2 separate regions of the Sus scrofa genome follow, and region 2 is linked to region 1. A link is a contact called in public HiChIP or PLAC-seq data. All regions are on one chromosome and are shown on one strand. Each heading gives the region's core, a stretch centred on a gene start, on an enhancer-like site or on the middle of the called end of the contact. The rest is flanking DNA. Distances are from core to core; before and after follow the strand shown. Region 1 overlaps RABEP1 (rab GTPase-binding effector protein 1). Region 2 overlaps RABEP1 (rab GTPase-binding effector protein 1).

Region 1 (5,978 bases), core at 911-3,410:
TTCCGAAAAAGGAAACGAAACAAAAACGCTAGAGAATTATTTCACTTCTTTAGATAATCTCTTTTAAACAAAAGCACAAAGTATTAGCAACATTTATTCATAACCAAAAAGAATTTGCAAATATTACTTAATTTTCTTCTACAGGAGTTCTCGTCATGCCACAGTGGAAATGAGTACGACTAGGGACTATGGGGTTTTGGGTTCCATCCCTGGCCTCGCTCAGTGGGTTGAGGATCCCGCTGTGAGCTGTGAGGTGGGTCAGAGATGCCGCTTGGATCCTGCGTTGCTGTGGCTGTGGTGCAGGCTGGCAGCTACAGCTCCGACTGGACCCTTAGCCTGGGAACCTCCATATGCCGCGGGTGTGGCCCTAAAAAGACAAAAATAAATAAATAAATAAATTTTCTTCTACAGTTTTAATTTTGGAACCACTAGTAAGAAGAACATCTAACTGTTTCACAGACCATGAGATAAAATGAATGTTTCAAATGGTACCACGTATAATACTGTAAAAACATTAGAAAATATTATTTTACCTAATTTTCAGGTAGCAGCTATTATGCACCTTCCATATGAACAACGTAACTGACTGATATATGAGAAGCTAAAAAATGGTAACACTGTGTATACAATGATTTTAATTTTATAGATTCATTATACCTCCTCATTTGATAATTGCGCTGAAGATTCTTCATGAGTTAAAGCACACACTACTGGTATTTTTACTTCTTCCTCAACATCTGTTTTGTTGTGATCTTTCCTCTTATTAAGTCTTTGTTGCTCATCTTCCTCCTAAAAGTTAGGAATAAAAAAAATATATATTATCCAGGTAATCCATATTTAATAATTCACATAATTCTTTAACCACTCAAAATAAAAAGAACAGAGCTTTATGATAAGCAAAAAGTGGACACATGATTATTTGTTTCATAATCACATCTAAAGACAACTAATTATAATAAAATGTTTTAATACTATAGAAAAAAGTATGAATCCTGGTGTAGAAAAAAATCAGAAAAAGTTTCCAATAAAAGTATTATCATGTGAAGGCAAAACAAGAAAGCAAATCATCTCCCCTTTAAATCACCTTTCCTTCTTCAAGTGATCCGAGAAAGAAAATTTACATAGAATGTTCCTTCAGGTTATTGTCAAAAACAAACAGGAAAGGAGTTCCCGTCGTGGTGCAGTGGTTAACGAATCCGACTAGGAACCATGAGGTTGCGGGTTCAGTCCCTGCCCTTGCTCAGTGGGTTGACGATCCGGCGGTGTTGCCATGAGCTGTGGTGTAGGTTGCAGACGCGGCTCGGATCCCGTGTTGCTGTGGCTCTGGCGTAGGCCGGTGGCTACAGCTCCGATTCAACCCCTGGCCTGGGAACCTCCATATGCCGCGGGAGCGGCCCAGGAGATAGCAACAACAACAACAACAATAACAACAACAACAAAAGACAAAAAAAAAAAAAAAAAAAAAAAAAACCAGGAAAAAGTTAGGGCATTACACATCCATTTGAAACATGTACAGATATGAAATACAAAGGAATGATTGAAGCTGATGTAATAATTCACTCAACAGGAGTTCCCATCGTGGCTCAGCAGAAACGAATCTGACTAGTATGCATAAGGATGCGTGTTCAATCCCTGACCTTGCTGAGTGGGTTTAGGATCTGGTATTGCCGTGAGCAGTAGTGTAGGTCACACACGCGTTTCTGATCCTGAGTTGCTGTGGCTGTGGTGGAGGCTGGCAGCTACAGCTCCGATTCAACCCCTAGCCTCCATATGCCACAGGTGAGGCCCTAAAAAGACAATAAACAAACAAACAAACAAAAATAATTCACTCAACAACAGTGAAAGATACCTTCCATGCTCATGCCCCCAAATCAGTCCAGGGGAAGAGACAAAAACACAATCACACTACTACACAAGCATAAACAAGGTTCTACAGGAGGAAGAAGATTTCATCTGAGGGAGCTAGAAAGGAGGCTCCCAAAGAAGATAACACTTCGGCTGGATCTCTAAGAATCAATAAGATGAATCTGCCAACTGCATGAGAGGAGACAAGCAATGGTCCCGGAGGGAGAAAGGAAGCACGTACCAAGGGACAGGGGCCCAGAAGAGCAGGCATATCAGGAAATACTGAATCATCTCATGTGACTAAAAAGAGGGCAGGCACATGAGCAGTGAGGAACATGGAGCAGGAGGTGGTGGTTCAGTGTCAGCATCTGCAATCAGAGACTGGTCAACCCTCAGATACGCCCAGCTCATTTGGAAAGTCTTCTCGTGTGGTTCTCTTTTTTGAGAAACACATGAGATAAAGCTTTACATATAAAGCCTTAGCACAATGCTGGCACACAGGCCTTAAATGACCAGTTTTGCAGTTTAAACTGTTTTAAATGGGCAGCAGGAAGAGGATGGTTCTATCTTACTTTAGAATCAGCCTGACTGTGTCTGTACAAGATGAATGAGGCAAAACTAAGAGACAGAAAGGAAATTTGAAAAGGAAGAAACTTCTGAAAAACAAAGGCCCTCATTACTTATCCATTCTTTCTTTTTTTTTGGTCTTTTTAGGGCCACAGGTGCAGCAAATGGAAGTTCCCAGGCTAGGGGTCAAATCACAGCTGCAGGTGCCAGCCTACACGACAGCCACAGCAACAGGGGATCCGAGCTGTGTCTGCGACCTACACCACAGCTCACGGCAACACTGGATCCTTAACCCACTGAGCAAGGCCAGGGATCGAACCTGCAACCTCATGGATACTAGTCAGGTTCGTTTCCACTGCGCCACAATGGGAACTCCTGAAAAACAAAATCGAATGTAAGTTATACAAGGTAATCTAAAATACTTCTTGTAATACCTGCATAGCTATTCTAAGGAAATATTTGCACACATAACATAGTATAGGATGTTAACTGCAACACTGTTAGAAATGACAAAAAGAAAGAAACCATCTGGATGCCCACTAGAAGGAGAAGAATTAATTATCGTACATTCATGCTACCAGTTAACAAGAATGAGACAGATCTCTGATGTGAAAACAGAGCCAAGATGATGCTTATGAGAAAAATAAGTTATAGAATAAATACTTATACTCTGATACCAGTTGTTTGAAACAAACAAACAAACAAAAAACCCCCCACCAAATATACACTTAAAAACACACAGAAATGGTCTGGAAGACCACCTTCTGAACTAATTATTTCTGATTACAATAAGAGGTTACTTCTGAAGAGTTCCTGCTGGGGTGCAGTGGGTTGAGTCCAACTGCAGGAGTTCCAGTTGTGGTTCACTGGGTTAAGAACCCGATTAGTATCCATGAGGATACGGGTTCAATCCCTGGCCTGGATCAGTGGGTTAAGGATCCAGTGTTGCCTCGAGCCATGGTGTAGGTCACAGATGCAGCTCAGATCCAGGGCTGCTGTGGCATAGGCCAGCAGCTATAGCTCTGATTCAACCCCTAGCTTGGGAACTTCCATATGTGGCAGGAATGGCCCTAAACAGACAGGGAAGAAAAAAAAAAGAAAGAAAGAAAGAAAAAAGAATGTAACTGCAGCAGCTCAGGTCACTGTGGAGGTGCAGGTTCAATCCCCACCCCAGCACAGTGGGTTAAACAGTGTTGCCACAGCTGTGGCACAGGTGGCAGCTGCAGCTTGGATTTGGTCCCTGGCCTGGGAACTTCCATATGCTGTGGGTTCAGCCGTAAGAAAAAAAAAACTGGTTACTTCTGTGAAGGGAGATATATGAGATGATGTCAAGGGAGATTTTTCACATTATCACTTCATTTCTTTTACTTTGGGTTTTTGTTACTTCGTGGCCATGCCCACAACATGTGGAAGTTCCTGGGCCAAGGATCAAACATGCACCACAGCAGCAACTGGAGCCATGGCAGTGACAATGCCAGACCCTTAACCCACCTAGCCATCAGGGAATACCTTTCACTTTGTATTCAAAACAGAATATCATAAACATGAGAATGTACTTACATGTTACTCGTGTAGTGAATAGTTTTTTATAGATAAGGAGAAAACAGGATCCTAGATACAGGGCACCCTAGACATCTGCCTTTTCTTATCACTCAGCCTCTTCACCCCCACCCATCACCTTTTTTTTTTTTTTTTTTTTGCTTTTTAGGGCCGCACCTGCAGCATATGGAGGTTCCCAGGCTAGGGGTCCAATTGGAGCTGTAGCTGCCAGCCTACGCCACAGCCACAGCCACAGCAGATCCAAGCCGTGTCTGCAACCTACACCCCAGCTCACAGCAACACTGGATCCTTAACCCATGGTGCGAGGCTAGGGATCGAATCCGCAACCTCAAGGTTCCTAGTCAGAATCATTTCCGCTGCGCCACAACAGAAAATCCCCCACTCATCACCTTCTAATGAGGCTTTTAGAGCAAAGTCATGAAAGATGAAGCCTGGATAAACACAATTCAGGAGCCCTAGGAGAACTGGACAGAACTGCAGAGAAAGATTTTCTCGGGAATATGCACTGTTACACCCTGCAGACCAAACGGGATCGTTTCTAAATCAGTCCCCCACCCCCACCCCCAGACAAGGCCATTTCTAAAATTCAAAAACAAAATCCCTCAAATGCAGTTATTGTTTTTTGAAATGAAGTATATCACTTTGTTTCAGACTGAAGTCAATCTGTAATATACATAAAGCAATGCAATCATGGAGGGGGTGGGTTTTAACAAAGCAAATAATCCTACAGGACTGCCAGTCACCTGATCTTTTTTCTTCAGTTCTTCAACTTGTCGGAGCTGTTCTGAAGTGAGCACAATTTCCATTCGCTGCATGTCCCTCATCAGCAAACGCTGAGATTCCAGGAACTGGTCATTGGCCTTCTGCCACGTGTGTTTCAACTGGTTGTGTTGTTGTCGCTCTTGCTCCAAGAGATGGCAAACTGTTTAGGAGTCCCCCAGTCAAAAACACTGAATTTTAATGGTAGGCAATTTCTTTAACATAGAACTATTAGGCCAGGCCTGGCCAATGTCCATCAGTCTGGGATTCTGCCTCTAACAAGAACCCAGGGGCAACCTGCCGAACAACAAGGCAACTGTCTCCTCACCACCTCTCTAAAGAGAGTCTCTCAAAGCATGCTTGTAGGAAGGGGAACGAGCGGGGAAAAAACATTTCTGCGCTCAGTACATTTTAGAAATCTTGGGCTAAAAACTTTTCTTTTTGAAAGATTTCTTTACTGCTGGACTTTGAACTCAGGGTCTTAAGTATGTCTATGTTCTCTTTTAAGCTGATATGTAACACAATATACCTCCCAAATTTATTTGACAAAAAAATCCTTTCTGCAGCATTACTCACATAACAGATGACCTAGGGAATACACCTTAGGAAATGCTGCTCTAAAGGCCAAAAGTATAGTAACCATTCCTAATTGTCTTCAATACATTCTCATCAGTCTGTTACCCAGGAATCCTTCTTGAGCCCATGTAGTTTTGATCTCAGGATGGGTCAAAGAATCTTTGTAAACACTTGTGTTGCTGATACCCATCGGCTCAGCCACCTTCTTTGGAAAAAACAGAGTAGATGGTACCATCTATCTGCTCATCTACCCAGTCACCCAAGTCAGAAACCTGCGAGACAACTCCTACTTCTGACTCGTCCTCCCCCACAGATTCCACTGTGACAGAGGCCACTAATGCTACCTCCTCATGACATGACCCACCACCATCTGCCTCTTGCCTTAGACGTAGGACTTAGACAACTACAAGGAGTCCCCCATTACTCTTGCCGCCATTCATCGGCCCCCTTTATTCTATCCTCCACACTACTGGGAAACAGAACTCTCTACAAGGTAAAATATTGCCTCCTTCTACAATTCTATGTATTTTATATATGAAAAATATTATTCCAAGAGGGCTTCATAAGCCTTCATAAGACTGACAAAGGAGTCTGTGACACAAAAAGGTTAAAGAATCCCAGTATATAAGATTCACTAGAAGAATTAAAGACCAAAGTATATTTTTATTTTA
Region 2 (5,815 bases), core at 2,575-5,074, 110 kb after region 1:
GGCTAGGGGTCGAATCGGAGCTGGAGCCACTGGCCTACACCAGAGCCACAGCAACGTGGGATCCGAGCCGCGTCTGCAACCTACACCACAGCTCACGGCAACACCGGATCGTTAACCCACTGAGCAAGGGCAGGGACCGATCCCGCAACCTCATGGTTCCTAGTCGGATTCGTTAACCACTGCGCCACGACGGGAACTCCCTGCTTTTCTTTTAATGTCGTAAAGTCTATCCCAGTATGGAAGATTTTGTTTTTTAGTATTTTGTTTTTCAGTAATTGTTATTTAGTCAAGCTGGTCAATATTTTCCATATGGCTTCCAGTCTTTATAAATTTGTGTTGTAGTCTGCAGTTCAACTAAATTGAGCTCCATCTTAAAAGGTGAGTAGAAGTTAGGCAGGTGAAGGCAAGGAAGAGTGTTCCAAACGCCAAGACCAGAAAGGCAAGTCTGCAGAAATGAGCAAGTGGCTCACTTCCCCAGACCGGCTTCCTTCCCAATTGCTTCATTTCTGTTCCAGGGCCGTGTGTCTGTCCGTGCTGGGCTCCAAGTACCCTGCGGTGGAACGGCAGGGCAGAGTAACAGAAGGAAAATGGCTTAGCATGAGCCTTAGATCTGCCCTCACTGGGTAGGTGTTACCTTGGCCAAGTCACCGAAGCCCCATGGATGTTTTGGTTTGGTTTGGTTTTGGCCAGGCCTGCTGGTATGCAGAAGTTCCCAGACCAGGGATCACCCCACCCCCAGCAGTGACTCGAGCCACAGCTGTGACAACACCAGATCCTTAACCCACCGCACCACCACGGAACCCTCCAGGAATGTTTTTATGTCACATATCCATTCATTCATCCATCAATCCAATATTTAAAGAGTGACTACTGCCCACCAAGCTCTGTTTGGGTACGAAGGATACTCCCACGAAAGAGACAATGTTCGGGCTCTCGTGGAGCCTGCTGCTTATGGGAGAAGATGCGATATACAAGCAAATAAACAACTTAAAAGGCAATTTCACACAATGACAAGAGCATTTTTTTTTTTTGGTCACGCCCATCTGGGCCAGAGATGCAACCCATGCCACAGAAGTGACAATGCTGGGTCTTCACCCATAGGCCACCAGGGAGCTCCTCCTCATGATGTTTTTTTTAAAAAATAGCACTTGTTGGAGGTGTTCCTTAGTGACCTAGCAGTTAAGGATCTGGCATTGTCACTGTTATGGCGTGGATCACTGCTGCGACATGGGTTCCACCCTTGGTCAAAGAACTTCCACATGCCCCAGGTGCAGCCAAAACAGCAGCATGATACCGTGGGAGCCTGGAGAGGGGTGTGGATGCTACTTAGATAGGGTGCTGGGGAAATTTTCCCTGAGGAGGTGATATTTGAACTGAGAATGGAATGAGGAGGAGGACTCAGCCCTGTGAAAAGCTGGAGGGACCAACAAGTGTGAAGACCCTGAAAAGAAGACAGGACCAGAAAGAAGACATGTGTGACTGGAGCTTTGCAAAGGAGGGGGAAGCTGGGGCCATGAGACTGGAGAGCTTGGCATCACGCTACAGAGTGGCCCTTCATCTCAGTTTTCCAGGCACTTGACCGGTTTATTCCTATTGCCTGGCCCTTTTAAAGTTTGTTCTGCCTTTTTCACTTTGAACAGTATTTGGGTGGGTTGGTTTGTTTGCTTTTTTTTTTAGGGCTGCACCCATAGCATATGGAGGTTCCCAGGTGAGGGGTCTAATCAGAGAGTTGTAGCTGCCAGCCTACACCACAGCCACAGCCACAGCAACACGGGACGCGAGCTGCGTCTGTGACCTACACCAGAGCTCATGGCAATGCCATATCCTTAACCTACTGATCGAGGCCAGGGATTGAACCTGCGTCCTCATGGATGCCAGTCAGATTTGCTAACCACTGAGCCATGATAGGAACTCCCCCCCCCCTTTTTTTTTTGAGGCATGCAGAAGTTCCCAGGCCAGGAATCGAACCCGTGCCACTGCAGTGACAAATGCTGGGTCCCCAACCTGCTGAGCCGCCAGGGACCTCCCAGTGTTTGGGTCTGAACAACCAATGATACAGTTCCTCTTACTTGAGGGCCACAGTGAGGGATGTGGGTATTTTCTCAATGCAGTGAGAAGCCACTGGAGGGTTGTAGGCAGGAGAATCAAGGATCCCTGGAGGGACTGGATGCTTCCTGTGGGCTCATCAGAGCTTTCTCCGCTTCTGAAATAAGACAGAGCAGTTGCCATGGACCTGGCTTCCCTCTCCAGGGATCTCCAAGCTGATCTGCCCGAATGTATCTTTGAATCAAACCTAAAAAGTTTGAAATACATCACACGTGGCCAACATACCACGCAGCCTGGCACTGGCCTCCTGGTGTGTAGATTTCCGACCCCACAAGTCGGGCAGGATGTACCAGGTGTCCTGATAGAATCGGGGAGGCCCACCTGCAGCTGCTGGGGGGTGAGGGGGCGGGGGCACAGTGGCAACTGCAATCCTTGCTTTTAGCCTGTTGCGATGTGTTCCAGTTTAAGAGGGCCCAGAGAAACATCTTTTCTGAGTCTACTATCCAGTTTACTCTTAACCAGCCCTCCATGACTGGACACGTGCCTTGCAAAGATACACAGATTGAAGAAAAATTATTAAAGCCACTTCAAGCCCCAAACAAGGAAGTAGTAAAGCCGGAGCCTCTCCTGGTGGAAGTCCTTCTACAGCCAGGTTATGATAAGAAGACATTGACGCACTAATTAGATCTGACAAATCAGCAAGAGAACAAGAGAGAGAAATGATCAAAAAGAATGTTTGAACTACATGCTTTTTTTGTTTGTTTTTTGGTCTTTTTAGGGCCGCTCCCGTGGCACATGGAGGTTCCCAGGCTAGGGGTCGAATCGGAGCTGTAGCCGCCAGCCTACACCACAGCCACAGCAACGCGGGATCGGAGCCACATCTGCGATCTACATCACAGCCCACAGCAACGCCGGATCCTTAACCCACTGAGCAAGGCCAGGGATCGAACCTGCAACCTCAGGGTTCCTAGTCGGCTTGGTTTCTACTGCGCCACGACGGGAACTCCTGAAATACATGCTTCTACCCATGATCATTCATGTTGCCTTTGACCCTGAGTCTGTTCTGAGAAAATAATGGTAAGTGAGTAATTACGAGCCATAGTAATAATAGGAATAACTGGTAGCGTGTGCTCAAAAGCGTGTTGTTGTCAATAGTAGAATCACCTAAGTCTGGAGATCATTTGCTGAGAGCAAATCTCCCAGTGGATCCTACTCCGCCAGCACACCATCGAACCCAGGGCAGGTGCTCAAAAACTATGTGTGCAAAAATATCTGATGGTGGAGCATCAAACTCCCCCCCACCCCCACCCTCGCCTGCGACACTGAACCTGGGCTGCAGTAGTGAAGGCGCCAAGTTCCCACCGGGGAACTCCCTCAGGCTGTCTCCTCTTCCTCTCGCGCCAAGTGCCCAGCTCAGGCCTGGCCTCTGACCCCCTGGGATGCCTGCCTCCCCTCCTTGCTGATTTCCCCACATCCCACCCTGCTTACCTCCATCCCCCTCTGCCGCTGAGTGATCTTCCAACAGGCCTAAGACCGTCAGTGGCCCCCCGCTGCGAGCTGGATACAACCCCCGTTTCTCAGCCAGATGTACAAGGCCTTCAAGAACAGTGTCCAGCCTTGCCTCACCTCGTCCCCATCCTCTAGCCCATCTCACCAAGTGCCCAGGAGCCAAACTACTTCGAGTTCCTTGAAAGTATCTTCAAGGCCATTGGTCTCACCTGCCGGTCTGTCTAGATTTATTCCTTCTAACCCTTTCAACTTGAGTCTAGACAGGATCTCTTCCAGCAAACCTTCCCTGACTCATCACCTCCCTGGTCTGAGCTGAAGACCAGCTCCTTAGGGCCCCTATCAGAGCGTCAGCAACTTCTGGCTCTGTGTTTTGCTCTCCACTCCTTGAAAGTAGGAAGTGGGTCTATAGCCAGGGCTTCCATGTAGAGGCTGCAGGGATGACTGGAAGAAAGAATGAAACTCTTGGTTTGGGCAGGGCGTTCAGGCACAGGTTTCTCATTAGGATGTCAAGCAAAGGCTCCCTGCAGATTCCTTCTGGGGAGGGCGAAACTTGCAGGAATCCATCCCTAAGGGATGTGAGTCACTCTGCAAGGCTCTTAATCTTGCCTGTCGCTTTGGGTTTGGCCCTCCTCTTTTCGCTGGACCATGCTGTCTTCTACACACACTCATGCGCTCTCTCTCCCTGTCATCAGATTGCAAACTTGGGCTCCAAGCGCCCTCTGTGCAGCTAGGGTCTGGATCTGCACGCGTGGGGAAGGCGCATGTCCTGGTCTTTTGCCCTGAACACACACAGGAAGTCAGCCAGCCAGGCAGCCAGCCACAGTTATATTTAGATGTCTGTCACCTGATGGGGTCCTCCATTAATCAGGGCACAGTGGCAGCTGTGGTATTTCGGGAGTAAACTGAGGTGGGACCAGGGGTAGTGAGGAACGGGGCAGGAAGCCTGGGCATTGACTCCAGGCTCATTTAGGCAAGACCAAGGGCAGGGGTGAAAACGCACAGCTTACAGGAAAGCTGGAGAGATGGAGGTCAGACTCAAGGAGATCTGGGACTTGAGGGGAATCAGTGCCTGGCTTGGGGCTGGGGGAGGTGGTGCCTGGGAGATTAGAAGGAAGAATGGCTCAGCTCTTCTGGCCCCTTCCCTGCCCCGGAGGCTGGTCGGGGGCAGGATCTTGGGCCCCTTCCTGCCGGGTGAGCTGTGGCTGAGTGAGTAGCTCTCTGACAGGCAGTAACGCCCAGCCGCAGTCAGCAGTGAAAGCTGCGGTCAGCTGATCCCATCCACAAGGGAGAAATGAGAAAGAAGCACACATGCAGGATTTTTTTTTTTTTTTTAGGGCTGCACCTGTGGCATATGGACGTTCCCAGGCTAGGGGTCAAATCAGAGCTACAACTGCCAGCCTACACCACAGCCACAGCCACACAAGATCTGAGCCATGTCTGCGACCTACACTTCAGCTCTTCACAATGCCAGATTCTTAACCCACTGAGCCGAGGCCAGGGATCGAACCCGCATCCTCATGGATACTACTCAGATTCGTTACCGCTGAGTCATAGCGGGAACTCCCATGAAGGATTTTTTTTTTTTTTTCCAATCCCCAAAGGCCTTTCTTGCCTCAGATTTGGTTTATTAAATGACTGCCCTGGGAGCCAGGGATGGGCCCTAAATCACCATTGAGCCGGTTGCTTTTCCTTCCTTTCATCTCTAGAATCCATCCCCACCCCCCTGGAGGGCGTGTTGCAAGGATCTCTTGCTCTGGCCTTGCCCCTCCAGGCTATTCCAGACGCTGCCCAAAACAGTTGGCTTCCCACAGCCAAATAAATACAAGGAAAACATAGCAGAGGGATCCATTGTCACTGAAAATATGTAGTTTTCTAGATAGTCAAGTACGTTTAGATCTGGTGGACACACCGTTCTCTGGGAAGTCCCCTTTGGTGACACTGACTGCACAATGTCGTCATTGCCTGGAAATAAAAATGGTTGACACTGGAGTTCCCTGGTGGCTCAGTGGGTTAAGGATCTGGTGTTTTCTGCCATGGTTCGGGTTGCTGCTGTGGCATGGGTTCGATCCCTGGCCTGGGAACTTCCACATTCCCTGGGCACAGCTAAAACATGTACTAGTGTTGCCACAAGCACCCAGTGCTGCCCCTCACATCAGGGTCACCCATGCCCCTCAGTCTGGCTTTCAAAGTCATAGGGAGCTCCCTGGTGGTCTAGTGGTTAGGACTCGGCACTTTCACACCACAGCCCGGGTTCAATCTC

The links. HiChIP or PLAC-seq counts read pairs in DNA pulled down with a chosen protein or histone mark.
Region 2: an H3K27ac HiChIP or PLAC-seq map of alveolar macrophages shows a contact between it and region 1. The contact joins two enhancer-like sites. A contact is called at or near these places in 2 of 47 Hi-C or Micro-C datasets (embryonic fibroblasts and spleen) and 2 of 2 datasets of contacts at active chromatin or transcription factors (alveolar macrophages and skeletal muscle).

What each region holds. Positions count from the first base shown.
Region 1 is chr12:51,636,056-51,642,033 of Sscrofa11.1, forward strand. RABEP1 (rab GTPase-binding effector protein 1) reads right to left here. Exons shown (of 20, transcript XM_021067732.1): 9 at 4,716-4,894; 10 at 658-789. Among named protein-coding and RNA genes, the nearest start is that of NUP88, 77 kb to the left of the region's middle. Within about 2 kb of position 2,161, at least 2 of the 83 cell types and tissues checked have an H3K27ac peak or open chromatin away from gene starts, as enhancers often do. A contact at or near this core is called in alveolar macrophages, where this site is marked.
Region 2 is chr12:51,745,462-51,751,276 of Sscrofa11.1, forward strand. All of the region lies in intron 2 of RABEP1 (rab GTPase-binding effector protein 1), which reads right to left. Among named protein-coding and RNA genes, the nearest start is that of SCIMP, 24 kb to the right of the region's middle. Within about 2 kb of position 3,825, at least 44 of the 83 cell types and tissues checked have an H3K27ac peak or open chromatin away from gene starts, as enhancers often do. A contact at or near this core is called in alveolar macrophages, where this site is marked.